2 separate regions of the Zea mays genome follow, and region 1 is linked to region 2. Evidence: chromatin contacts called from public Hi-C data. All regions are on one chromosome and are shown on one strand. Each heading gives the region's core, a stretch centred on a gene start, on an enhancer-like site or on the middle of the called end of the contact. The rest is flanking DNA. Distances are from core to core; before and after follow the strand shown. Region 1 holds the start of LOC100279570. Region 2 holds the start of LOC100285564 (dihydroflavonol-4-reductase).

Region 1 (7,053 bases), core at 836-3,335, 440 kb before region 2:
ACAGCTCTGCCCAGGAGACCGGCCGGGCCGGGCCGGGCCACCACCACCGCCAGCCGCGGCGGCCTTGCGTTTCCACCCAGCTTCCCTCCCGCGCGGCGCCGACGGACGCAAAACGTCGCACGTGGGCCACGGCCAACTTCAGCCCGCGGTGATCACTCTGCTCTGGCATCTGGGCCCCGCGCCATCCCGCTGGGTCGCCTACTTTTCAAACCCAATCCTCGGCGAACTACTACTCAGGAACATTTGCGAATGCGCGGGTGGCCCACAGCTCAGTCGCGCCTGCTACACAGTCCAGTAGTATACCTCTGTTATTATTACTCCCCTATGGAAATTTTCAAACTCAAGTTGGTTCATTCCTGGTCTCATTCTCATGAAACATAGTGCTAGGGAAAAAATAAGTTTCATTTGATCAATTGGATGAACAGTTTCGCCTACAGCTAACAACTAAAACAGTGCGAGGGATTGGTTGGTTGTACGATTTCATGTTGTTTTTTCCTATGCTAGCTAGCACGTAGTGTTTCGCATGTCGCGTCGTCGACCACACCCCCGCCGGCGGTGACGACGATCTCTGTTCCACGCCATGTCCGGCCGCGCGCCGTCCTCCCCTTGTGTCTGTTCCTCCTCCTGCACAACTGCAGAGTGCAGACCCCTCGTGTCTTGCTCTGTTACCGCTGTTTCGCTCTGACAGCCAAGCCAGCGCTGCGCAGTTGACCATTGCGGCGTGCGCTCGAAGACAATCTGATCCAGAATCTCCTGCGATGCCAATCTCCCAATCCATCCGATCCGTTCCGTCAGTCCTTGGTCGGCGACATCTCGAAGAGCCGGCCGGACAGCGCGGTGACGAACGCCGCCTTGAAGCTGGGGTCCCGCGTCAGCGTCATGGCCATCTGCTCCGCGAGGTTCCGCCGGATGAGCTCCGACGCCGCCGCGGCCACGGGCGGCTCGCATTTCACCGCGCCAACCGCCTGCTGCTGCTGGTGCTGCTGGACCTGCTGGTGGTGGAGCGGCGCCGGAGCGGCGGCGACCGGCCTCGGCGGCGACGGCGGCTTCTTGCTGGCGCCAGGGCTGGAGCCGTCGTGCGGCGCCTGCGCCTGTGGCGGGGGCTGGCCGTGGTTGTGGTCGCCCTCGTACGTGGCGACCAGGATGGTGGGGTCGTCGGCGCTGCGCTGCACCTTCTTCTTGACTGGGCAGGCCGGGGCGAAGGAGCAGCGGAAGTAGGCCCGCGGGCAGGGGTTGTCCTTGGTAACCTTCTGCCCGTACTTGCGCCACTGGTACCCGTCCTTGACCACCAGGCTGAGGTCGGCCGGGTCGGCGTGCACGTGCAGCTTCGACACCCTGGGCTTGCACTCCGCCTCCCGGATGCGCTTGCACGGCTCGCCCGAGGTGCACTCCGTCTGGTCCGGCGCCACCGCCGGGTAGTGCTGGTGCAGTAGCTGCTGCGCGGGCGGCGCGGTGTCCGTGCTCTCGCTCTTGCGCTTCCGCGACGGCGACACGGACCCGCCCTCCGACGTGGACGACGGGTGGTTCCCGCAGGCCGTGGCCGCCGCGGCCACCATCTCCGTGTACTGCCCCCGCAGCGCCTCGTACTTGGAGGCCACCTCGGCCAGCGCCTCCGCCAGGCGCCGGTTCTCCTCGCCCATCCGCTGCAGCTCCGTCTCGAGAGCCGCGACCTGGGATCAAATCAAGGGGACAGTCCGTTAGAGTCTTTGCTCGTCGTCACGCCCGCCGTCTCCGTCCAGTCCAGGTGGGGTGGGTGCATGCTTGCGTCGCACATAGGATCGGAGTGTAGTGTATATATGCGTACCTCTGGTTCTTTCTTTGGAGGCGGCAGGAGGAAGTTCTCCTCGACGAGCAGCTTGGGCCTGGGCAAGGCGACGGCCACCGGCGCCTGGTGGTGGAGGCTGAGCGGCGGCAGGCCGACGCGCAGGTCAAGGCTCAGAGAAGGCTGGCTGCTGATCCATGGATCCATCTGCTGACTGCTTCCTTCTTCCACCTCGGTGTCCAGGTCGACAAGAGACGTGTAGAGCGGTCGACGGAGAAGAGAACTTGGAGAGTAGAGAGAGGAGGAAGAGGAGTAGAGACGCTTGAGAGTTGGAGTGGCGATTGCTCGGGACATGGCGTGATTTATATAAGGACTGGGGACTGGGGGACTCGACGACCCGGCCGGGAATATCGAAGGAGGATGGTCCGTCCGGGCGGTCTCATCGGCTAGAAGAAGAGAGAGAGAGAGAGAGAGAGAGAGAGAGAGAGAGAGAGAGAGAGAGAGAGAGAGAGAGAGAGAGAGAGAGAGAGAGAGAGGCGCTGCCAGTGCCAGCCCAGCGCACGTCGCCATCACTCGCACACGCGCCTGTCCTCTTCTCCGGTCGCGCGGCGATCGAATCAGCAGCTGAGCTGAGGCGAGACGAGAGACCGCATAAACAAACAAGGGGCCGTGGAATTCGCGCACGCGAATGTGGCGGGGGAATACTGCTGCTACAACTACTAGAAGAATAGGCGAGTGGTGGGGCCCGGGGCGGGGGTCGGAGGACGACGACGACGAAGCGCACTGGAGGTTGCCGATGGACCAGCAGGAGAAGACGTGACTGACCGTGATGGCGACGCCGACGCCGTGGCCTCTGCCTCTCTGCTGAAATATTTTTTTTCAGTGCTGGTACGCCTATTTGTCACGAGTCGGGTGGGACGGAGGCGGGTGAGCGAAGCCTTGGTTGGCCTCGGATAGCATGTCGGCCTGCGGATGAGCCGCGAGAGGATGACGGCGATGGTCGCCTGCAGGTTGGGTGGCGGTGGCTCCGGAAGTCAAGAAAATACACCACCACACATGCCTAGGAAAGATCGGCGGGGGGACCAATTGACGACTTTAGCTTGTTGACCAGCCTTTCTGGTCGGAAGAGCGAGAGCCTGGTAGTGGTAGCTTAGTTAGCACTAATTAATCCGGCAGATTTTAGACTTTCTCTGTTTCTGTTTTCTAAACAAACTTTTTTTTACAAAAAAAAGAAAAGAAAAAAGAGAGAGAAGAGCATGCGCATGTGGTGGTACTGCTGGTAGCTCTAGTCTAGGTGAGGGAAAGGTCGCTCCTGATGGCTGCGGCTTAATTTCCTTGCTAGGTGAGCTCCGGAGGCCCAAACTAATGGAATCAGAATAATCCGGCGAACTAGCTACCAACAAGTAAGTAGTATATACGTATCGCCGTGCCGCCGCCGTTGCCTAATTCTGACTGACCAAACATCCTTTCATAGTGCTCGCCGCACGGGGGGCGAGGATCAGTACGTACTTGCACCGTTTCTTTATGACCACCTTTGTTGCCGAGGTTTTTGATTGATTAGGCCGCCGTATGTAAGCAGAAGCGCTGTTCTTCTTTTGACTGACACGTCGCATGCAGGCGCGCGGCTTGTCGTTACCTTTGCGTTCTAGTACTTGTGCAGAGGTTTCTACAAAGATTTTGCGAGACCGGACCTGGAAATCCGTCTGTCTGCTGTCTTCGTTTCCGCAAGGCGTACAACTGTTCCTGTTCCTTGTTACTCGATCGGCCGACTACTTGCTTGCGATGGCGTGTATATGGCTAACAAGTTGAGCTGACCCATACGAGGAGTTTAATCGGTTTAAATTGGCTTGGAAGAGTAAGTTTTCCACGCTGGTTTTCGTCGTGATTGACTGCGTCGTCCGTTACCTTCGTCGCGCAGAAAACCTCGAGGGCTGGGGACGGATCGTAGTCTCTCCCATGTACTGGATCCTCTAGGCCACCACAGTCTACTACCACCCAGGATATAACCTAATTCTAGTATACTCTCTGCACCATGGTGCAATACAACACGCGCGGCGACGTCCCCGTCACGCCATGACACACAGTTCGCGCACATGTGAACCCACGGGGCGCCGCAATCCGTTGCGGCCCGGGCCCGGCCGGCCACCACATATATATATGAGTCTATCGTGGCATCACGGACGACGGACCGTCAGCTGCCGGGGAGGAACAGCAGTTATTAATGTGGCGAGAGACTTTTTTGCGTCCGGCATCTCGGTTTCCAACGCATTATCGTGTCCATGTCGTTGAGGAAGGTGGCTACTAGGACCTAGTAGCAGCTAGGAGGAGGAGAACCTGGACACTGGACTTGCTAGCTAGCTAGGAAGAAGGTCCAAGTTTTGCTCTACTTTTTTTGTCTTAAGATAAACGTATAAAGTATCGTTTTACGTGCTCACGTACGTCGTCGTCGTTCACGTCCAGGTCCATCATCAGTACAGCTCTGTCGCTGACCATAATAATAACCATCTTATTACTATTGTCGAAATAATAGATCGATGTGCCAGTATAGCATTGGTAGCAAGGTGTTTAAGCGGATGGTCCGGCCTCGTCCGCGGTCCAGACGGTCCGCGCCTCAGTTAGGGTTCCTAGTTTCTCACAGGATTTGTTGCCTAAAACCGTGGAATTAACTCGTGAAACAATTTGAAGCGGATCCAGTCCTCCCCTTTATATAGATGAAAGGCTACGGTCGATTGAACTCCCAACAATCGATCAAATCAAGTCTATTTCTCTTTTTTACCTTATGCATTAGGAGTAGCTCTAGTTTAGCCCTAATTTAGTATTTCAATCCCCCAAATTCTCCGCTTCTCTTCGACTCTATGTCGATTAGAGGAGTCTAGGTCGGCCTAACGAGCCTAGACAACACCTAGGATCTCTCCTCTCCGACGGGGTTCCTCCCAGGAGCGAGATCCAGGCGCCGCCGCGACCTTCGCCGCCCCTGCGCACGTGCGGACCATCCGGCATCTAGACGCGGACCGTCCGGCTGTCAGGCAGGGAACCCAAGCCCCTGTACCAGGTCGCGGACCGTCCGGCCCCGGGCCGCGGACCGTCCGCGCCTTTGCAGAGGGCACCGCCGCCGGTTCTCGTTATAGTGATTGGCGCTCGAAAAGGTGTCAACATACTTTTGGCGACTCCGCTGGGGACTAGATATCTAGATCTACTAAAAATCGGTCCATAGATGGCCGGTTCTAAGGATCACACCAAGATCTCCACCACCAACATCATCAAGCCGGCCATGGAGGCGCTCCCGGCTGATGACCAAAGACCCTTTGAGGACCTCATAATGCGCGATGAGAAGGAGGTGATGCGGCAATGGAACGAACAACGTGACAAGGAGGAGGCAGAATTGCTGCATAAACTCTCCGAACGACGCAAGGAGGCGACAGAAAAGTCTTTGTCACACTTCACGGTGGATTGCCACCAGAAGATCATCCGTCAAGGGGAGATCGATATGAAAGCTCGCCTACCTCCACTTCAGGGTCCTGCTGTAAGTACTCCAGATCTATCTCTTACGACTTTCATGGATCAACAAGGAGATCAGTTAAAGCAATATGTAGATGAATCTATTAAAATGCATTTACGTTCATACGAGAAATCAACTGCTCCTAGTTTTCCATCGCGTGAGTCTAATACAGAGCCACCCGCACCAAGCGCATCGGCTACAAATGGGTCACCCTTGACCCAACCATCATGTGGTATGCCGATGCACGCTTTCGTGTCACCATCACAGCCGCTGCCATTAGGCACGCGACAAGTACTGGACGCAGCCGGACCGTCCGAGCATCATCTCAGACAGTCCGGTTATACCGCGGACCGTCCGGCGTATTTTGCCGGACCGTCCGACCCGACGCAGGCCCGCACACAAAACGCTCAGGTCGCACCGTGCATGGTCGGACCATCCTAGTACAACCCCGAACAATTCGGCCCCATCACGGATCGTCCGGTACATTACGCCGGACCGTCTGGATATGTCACGGACCGTTCGGTACCTTATGTCGGACCGTCCGGATATGTTGCGGATCGTCCGCTATCTTATGTCGGACCGTCCGGATATGGCATAAACCGACCAGCGTATTACACCGGACCATCCGACTATACACGAGTCCACGCATAGACCGCCCAAGTCGTGCCATATATGATCGAATCGTTCGGGTACAGCCCTGGACCATTCGGCCCGATCACAAACCGTCCAGCCCTTTACGACGGACGGTCCGGGTACGAGACTACCCAGGCAGCACCATATACGGCTGGATAGTCCGGACACACCTTCGGACCGTTTGGCCCGGTTGCGGACCATCCGTCCCCTTACGCCGGACTGTCCGGGTATGCGTACGCGGAACCAAGAGTTGCACAACCATTCCCACACTCATCGCAGCAACAATATGGTACCCACCAGCAACACATTATAACCATGCCATGCCACCTCATGGACACAGGGCTGAATACTGTTCGGCCACTAGAGAGCCTGAGAGGTATAGGGCAGGAGCTGGTGATATTAATAGGACATCTAACACACACCTCGGACATCCCTGGGAGGAAAGCCGACAGAGTGATGTTAGGCAACCTGAGATTTCCACCCACAAACTTAATGGGTGGTCGCCAGACATGGCGGAGAGGATTAGAGATGAGGTAGCCGGAATGTTCAGGGACAAACTCGGTGTTAGTATGTCAAGTACAGGTCAATCGTATCGGAAGCCTTATAGCCACCGATTCGACATCGTGTCGTATCCACAGGGGACTAGGATACCAGACTTCTCTAAATTTTCTGGTGAAGGTGGGAAAAGCACGCACGAACATATAAGCCAATTCATAGCACACTTGGGAGAATTGGCTAATGGGGAAGCTTACCGCGTTCGTTTATTCTCGTTGTCCCTTACTGATACCGCATTCGCATGGTACGCAGCCTTGCCACCGAATTCTATTAACTCTTGGGAAGAATTAGAGCGGAAATTTCATGAACACTTCTTCTCAGGAGCACATGAGTTAGAATTGGCTAACTTAGCTTCAGTCCGACAGGGGCCTGAAGAATCGATTAATGACTATATCCGGAGGTTCCGGGACACTAGAAACCGATGCTTTCAGATCCGTGTCGCGGAAAACAGCTAACAGGACTGGCTTTCAATGGGTTGCGACCCTACTTAAAAGAAAAATTAGACGGCACCCAATTCTTTTCGCTAGTGCACTTACACCAGCGAGCTATGACCTGTGAAAGCCGAAGTAAGGAAACATCAAAATCGGCTAGCCATAAGATGCAT
Region 2 (6,757 bases), core at 3,531-6,030:
TTTCATTATAATTATATTATATGGAATTTGGTGAAAGAGTCCTCTAGCGTAATGGTTATGGTTTTCGAGTAGAACATCTAGGCCCGGGTTCGATCCCACTCGGAAGCGAATTTTCGGACTTGGTTAAAAAATTCCCTCGTTGTGGCTCACCCGCTCTCGGCCTCTCGGGGAACGAAATCCTGTGCGTCACCCTACAACTAGGCCGTTGAAAAGTGAGTAATTAATCAGCCCGTTAGTGATGGGGCCTAGGGTTCGGGAGTTTTCTCAGTTAAAACCATATTTCGATCTCTTCTTAATATAATACAGGGAGGGTTGTCTTTCCCTCTCCGGCCGAGTTTATATTATATGGAATTGGATCATTCCCAGTATACTATGAACTAGAACCTAGAGGGAGATAAAAGGTCATGTTTAGAGCCCCTTTGCTATGATTTTTTGGGCAGCTCTAGCTCTGGCTCGTCGTAAAGCCTTACCAAACGGTTACAAAAAGCGACTTCTCGTCGAGAGACTTTCAAGAGCTGGACCTGTTTTTTTGTTGGAAGTCAGAACACCAAAAATCTGACTTCTATCGGCACTTCTTATCCTCATACACCATTCCAAAGAAACAAAGAAGTTGTTTCGCGGAATTGCTAAACAGCTCTAACACCTTTAGTTCACGCTGGGCATTCGGGTTAGCCCGAATTTTCGGGTCGGGTAGTTTGGGCTTTTGACAATTCGGGCTTTCAGAAACAATACCCGAATATGTATCCAATTTAAGCAAAACCCAAAAATTCGGGTACCCGAAAAATTCGGGTTCGGGTACGGGTAGCCCGTTCTACCCGATTTCATTGCAGATCAATGTGACATCAAATATTTACACATGTATTTTTACAAAAATATCAGGAATCAAACACTAGAAAATGAGCATGCAGTTAGACTCTAGAACAGGAAGCACACTGGAAAATGAGCATGCAGTTCGGGCTTTTGAGCCATAAGCATGCAGTGAGAGTAGAAAATGAGCAAACTAGGAAATATTTCACCGTGAAACTGATCTTGATTAGTTGAGGAAATAGCAAACTCTAGAACCAGAAGCATGACTAATGGTTGGCCGGTTGGGTGATGGACTGCTAGCTGTGGCAGTCCGGCCAGGTGCTACGGCAGTACTGCACCACGGCGTGCTGGCATACTGGACGGAAGAGCAACATTAGTATGTCAACTGGGCAAAGAAAAACAACATTAGTACTGGTACTATAGACGCATGTGGTGATATTTATATAGTTCGGGTATTTGGGTATTTCGGGTACCGGATGTCGCTACCCGATTAAGCCCGAAATAATATCGGGTTTTAAGTTTTACTACCCGCATAAATGTTTCGGGTATCGGGTATTGGGCTATACGGGTTCGGGTTTTTCGGGTTTCGAGCTTCGGGCTCGGGTTTTATGCCCAGTGTGACCTTTAGTGACGACGTAGGGAGCTAGAGAAGCCGAAGCCGGAGCTATTTTTAGAGGAGTCGGAGTCCTGCCCAATACGGTAATTGGAACTCATGGATCTTAGATGCATGATTTTTACATGTCTATCACATATGATTGCATGCATTAGAAGTTTCCGACAATTTATTCTTCCTCTAAGGGCTAATTTAGAGCCACAAAACTGAAGATAATTGACGGAATTAAAATCCTATTCTTATTTAAATTTGAATAAGAAGGAAATTCTAGCCCATCCAATCCCTCCAATTTTGTGGCTCCTAAACTAGCCCTAAGATCATGTAAAATACCGTTTTCTATCTCAGTTTGTATTCCGAGAAACAGGACACGTAGAAACGGGTTTTCTGCTGAACCGATGCGTAGACTGACTTGTTCCTTGTTGAACTCAGGCTAGTACAGACAAGCAAGATGTGTAGAATAAGCCGCAGCTGACCAGCGCATGCAGTCAAGAGGTGGGCGGGCATGCTTCCATCATCGCTGAAATCACCCTGCAGACTTCGCATTTTGCTATGTAAAGAACAGACTACCCAGACAAGGATGTGTATAGTTGTAGTGCAAAAGCAACAGGATGCACCATAGACAGAGACAAGACATTTTTGCTATGTAAGAACAGACTGCCCAAAATCTTTTAATAACCAATCAAATGAACGGCTTGTTCTGACAAAAAAACACATGGCCAGTTTGAGCACGTGTGCAGATCCACCTCAAAGTTTCGAAACGATTTCGGGTGGTGGCTGTGATGTCGTTTGAGGCAGGCAGCTGCGTCGTTCAGGCACCTGGAACAACAAAAAAAGGCAACAGTAAGAATATGTGCACATGAAACGTAAGCTCTGTGTGTTCAAGTGATCTTCAAGGGGTGTTCTCTTTTTTTAGTGTTATTACCTTGGCGCCAGATGTCTTCGGGAGGAACCCCTTGTCTTGAAGGGACTTCACTGCTTCGTACAGGTACCCATGCACTGGCGTGAACTTGACGCCAAGGTCCTTCAGAGGTTGGTTCGTAAACTTGTAGCCCTTCTTCAGTGGGTTCACCTGATCCTTGCACCTGCAAAAACAAAACAAAAAAATAGCATGCTATCAGTGTAGTGCTGCAACAGCAAAGAGCAAATGCATTTGTCTCGAAGCAGTTTGGGACTCCAGACAGGCAGACACCATGTATATATGTTGTTGTTGCTATATCTTCAAAACAAGGTGATGTTTTTTTTTTCTTTTTTGCCTTGAGGTACCCCTAGGGTCGTCCATCCATGTGCTGCCTTCAAAGGAAAGAATAGGCATTGCTTTGCTTTTAAGGAATCGTCCAAGGCACCGGTCAGTCGGTCACACCTACCTCTTCAGTTTATCAGCATAACATTTGCAATTGCAAGCCAAGCGCAGTTACTAAATTAAAATTCATTCGGTTTTTTCTGACCGGCTCGTCCTATTCATTTTTTTTGGAAAAATTGAAAAATTCAATGCCACATTTAAAGTAAAACAATATCACCGCGAAAAATAACAATAATTATAAATTTTTTAAATAAGATAAGTCAGTCAAACTTAGAGTAAAAAATCAAGCGAATTATAAATTAGAACGGAGAGAGTAAGAAAAGACTGGGCCGCATGATCATTCACATGACTAAAATGCACTCCGGGTTTCAGTTTTCTATTACGTGGAGTATCTTGGCTTATCTAAGCATGGATACCCATCATCTGACTCGTAGCTAACAAAGTACTGTGCAGCATCATCAGATGGACTTTTCTATCCATGGAGAGCTATTCTTGACCTTGTCCAAAGGACATTAACTAGTCGTTACTGAGCAGACCAACTAGGCTACTCGTCATAAACCCTCCTGGCCATGGATTTCTTCAAATATCATCGTGCACAAGTTGAATTTTTGGAGCAGTCCACCACTATTTCCTTTGATAGCACATTGTTCGAAACGACGAAACCATTATTAAAATGCCCATACCTTGTCGGAATAGGGTACTCCGGGAAGAGTCCGGCGAGGATGCGGCAGAGCTCGCCGCGGTGCAGGGTGCGCTCGGCGCAGACGTACCGGCGGCCGCCGGCTCCGGGCGCCTCCAGCACCCTGACGTGCGCCTCGGCGGCGTCCCTGACGTGCACGTAGGCGTGCGACTCGTTGACGTACTCCTTTGTCTGTCCCGTGAGGTACTTGAGGATGTGCAGGGTGCTGGTGTTCATACTGGGCTGCAGCAGCTCGCCGAGCACCACCACCGGGATGACCACCGCCAGGTCCAGCCCCCGCGCCCGCGCCGCCTCCCACGCGCCCTGCTCCGCCACCGTCTTTGCGTAGCAGTACCAGTTCTGTGAGAATTCATTCATTCCAACGGCGTCAGGACTCAGGACTGGCCGCGCGCCGGAGCGGGGGTTCTTTCTTTTGTACTAATTGATTCGCAGGCCGGGCGAGAGTTTTTTGTTTACCTCGGTGCTCTTGCAGTACTCGAGGTCGCTCCAGCTGGAGTCGCCGAGCGGGGCGTCGGGGTCGCGGCGCGGGTCCATGTACATGGTGCCGATGGTGGAGGACAGCACCAGGCGCCGCACGCCGGCGTCCGCCGCCGCCTCCACGACGTTCCGCGTCCCGGCGATAATCGGCTCGATGATCTCCTCCTGCAAGCCAGGGGTGAATGAGAAGCTTCAGTTTTAATCCTTGCGCTCTCGTGTTGTACTGCTTCCAAGGAGAGGGCAAGAGGCGAGGTCTCGTCATTGGCGGGCGGGCGGGCGGGCGGCGGTGCTTACGGGGTTGTCGTGCATCGGCGAGGCGGTGTGGATGACGCCGTCGCAGCCGCGGAAGGCGGCGCGGAGGCTGGCGCGGTCGAGCAGGTCCACCTGCAGCATGGTGAGGCGCTCCGCCGCGCCGTCGAGCGCCCACAGGTGCGCGTTCTTGGGGTCAGCAGCTGCGCCGCCAGCCGAGTCGGGATTCGAGAGATCCAGCCGCCGCCACAAGCGACAGCCAAAGACAACCCGTCACGTCAGAGACATTCCGGCGCTTTTGTTGGGATTGCGAGGAGGAGAGGAGACGGAACGGACAACGGAGAGAGAGGGAGGGAGGGGAGGAGCAGGCAGCGACCAGCGCGTACCAACCTTCGCGGCGGGAGGTGCCCCGGACGGCGTACCCGCGGGCGAGGAGGATCTTGACGATCCACGAGCCGATGAAGCCGCCGGCGCCGGTGACGCACACGACGGCGGCCATCGCGCGCTGTCGCCCAGTCCCTTCTTCTTCCTCCTCCTCTCGAGCGTGACGGGCGCCGGGCGGGCGGTGATGCTGGTGCCGGTGCCGGGTGGGTGCGCCGCGCACGGACGGCCGGACGGGTGAATGGGTTCGTCCGAGAGCGGGCTGAGCAAATAGGGGCAAGCATTTATCCGCGGAATCGGGACGAAATGGTACGGTGAAGGGGCGGAAATGGCACAGAACGCGGGTGTCTCAAGGCGGTCGCGGTCGCACCAGGCCGTCATGTGAAACGCGAGTGCTACGACCTTGACGGCGACGAAGACCAACACCACCAGTGGATACCGCGCCTGGTGTGTGTGTCTGTCAACCTTGAATACAAATGCCAACGGCGAACCGTCATCCCATTATCATTTTCTGCCTATTGTGTTAAACGTGTGGTACAGGTAATAGTGCAGGAAGCCGTCTCTAATCTCTTGTTTATGACTGCCAGTGCCACCAGCCACCAGCAGCTGTTTCTGTACTGCTGGTAATAGTACTAGCAATAATAATCACGCTGAAAAAATGGTGCCCTGCAAGCACAGCAGGGATCACGTGCCCGGACACGTCGCAGTTGTTTGGTGGGGCTCCGCTCATGCCACTTGCCAGTGTCGTGCGGGGTCGGTGAAAGGGAGGGAAACGTCGCGGCCTTGTGCGACGCGCTGAAGGATCGGAGCCACCAGTGGCCAGTGGGTGATGCATCGCTGGGCCCTCGACGTCCACGTCGGCACGAATCCTCGGTGCCTGCCGACGCAAATCTTTGCTAACTCCAAAACATCTAAACTGATAGACTTTTGTTACCTACAATCCTATGTTTCTGATTCGGTTTTCTAAAACAAAATACAGATACATCCTATATTATATTAGTTGGCAGAGGTTCATATCATATCAGGACAGGGAAGGCGGAGAGGATCATATCATATCAGTGAGGAAGCACACGGCGAGAAGACGCGGGAAACCACTGCTACGGACGCACGCGAATGGATTAGGGAGAGTCCTGGTTCCCGCAAATATGCAGGAGGGAAGCTATCGATGCGGGGGAAGCGAAAAAATGGGAAAACAATAGGCGTCTGTTGGAGAGGAGTTATCGTCCTTTTTTCTTAAAAAATATTTTGAGGTTGTTTTAGCATCTCTTTTGGATTTTCTCTAATACCCATCCATTTTTGGATACTCATTACATCCTTTGCGTACCCACCCAAAAATACATCTTCTATTTGACTACCATTATCTCTAACAATAACCATCTAGACCGAATTTTTTACATTTTGGTCCTTTCTCGGAAAAAAATCACGTTTAGACACTAGAAAATTTTAATGTCATTTTTGGACCCTTTGCTCGGCGCCGTAGCCTATGGCGCCGAGGTAACACAGCTCGACGCCATAGGCTATGGCGCCGAGGTACGTGCTGCGCTGGCGACGTGATATCGAGCTCGGCGCCATAGATCTTGGCGACGAGCTTAGTTGTGTACATGAAACTTGTCTAGCTCAGTCGGTAAAGCACAAGTGGTTGTGGGTTCGAGCCACACAGTGGATGTTTTTTAATACTTTTTGTCTTTTTCACTGATTTTTTTTTGTTGTCCAGATTTTTCGTTTATGTCGCTGATTTGTCCGTCCAGATTTATTTCTCATCTATATTTTTTTTGTTTTTATGACTAATTTGTTTATTCGTCCAGATATTTTTTTTGTTTATCCGGCGAGCACAACGGCTGTGTGCCACAGTGGCCGTGAGCCGTCAACTTTCCCCCTTGTTTGCTCAGCTAACCTACACCTAGGAAAATCAAACTGAACCGCAAATAGACTATAATGTTTAAAACTTCTTTTGGAAATGCAATTTGAAGATTAGCATAGGAATAACAATTATGTTTCTCTTTATCAACCAAAAAGTGACCTACAAAATAATAGCATGGTTAGATCTATGCATCGTTCCCTTGATGGGAACTCAGCATTGAATGGAAAGGTTAATTAAATCTGCGGATTAACTATACTGTTTAGTTTAGTAGTATGTAAATTAAATATAAAAGTGAGGGACTGTACAGTCCCCCTACACACAGACACAAGCTCACAAAGTATTTTGTCCACTTGAAAAACTTAAATTTGT

The links. A called contact is a pair of places that touch in the nucleus more often than the background predicts.
Region 1: a contact with region 2 is called in a Hi-C map of leaf mesophyll, with 3 times the contacts expected there. The contact joins the promoter of LOC100279570 here to the promoter of LOC100285564 in region 2. A contact is called at or near these places in 10 of 25 Hi-C or Micro-C datasets (bundle sheath, ear, endosperm and 3 more).

The regions. Positions count from the first base shown.
Region 1 is chr5:94,902,269-94,909,321 of Zm-B73-REFERENCE-NAM-5.0, reverse strand. LOC100279570 reads right to left here and starts at 2,085. Exons shown (of 2, transcript NM_001152567.1): 1 at 1,805-2,085; 2 at 386-1,670. The coding sequence starts at 1,969. The coding sequence ends at 792.
Region 2 is chr5:94,462,136-94,468,892 of Zm-B73-REFERENCE-NAM-5.0, reverse strand. It overlaps LOC100285564 (dihydroflavonol-4-reductase), which reads right to left and starts at 4,780. Exons shown (of 6, transcript NM_001158455.2): 1 at 4,537-4,780; 2 at 4,192-4,349; 3 at 3,877-4,062; 4 at 3,404-3,759; 5 at 2,343-2,502; 6 at 1,811-2,236. The coding sequence starts at 4,645. The coding sequence ends at 2,165. LOC118472037 (a long non-coding RNA gene) reads left to right here. Exons shown (of 5, transcript XR_004849520.1): 3 at 1,850-2,260; 4 at 2,334-2,765.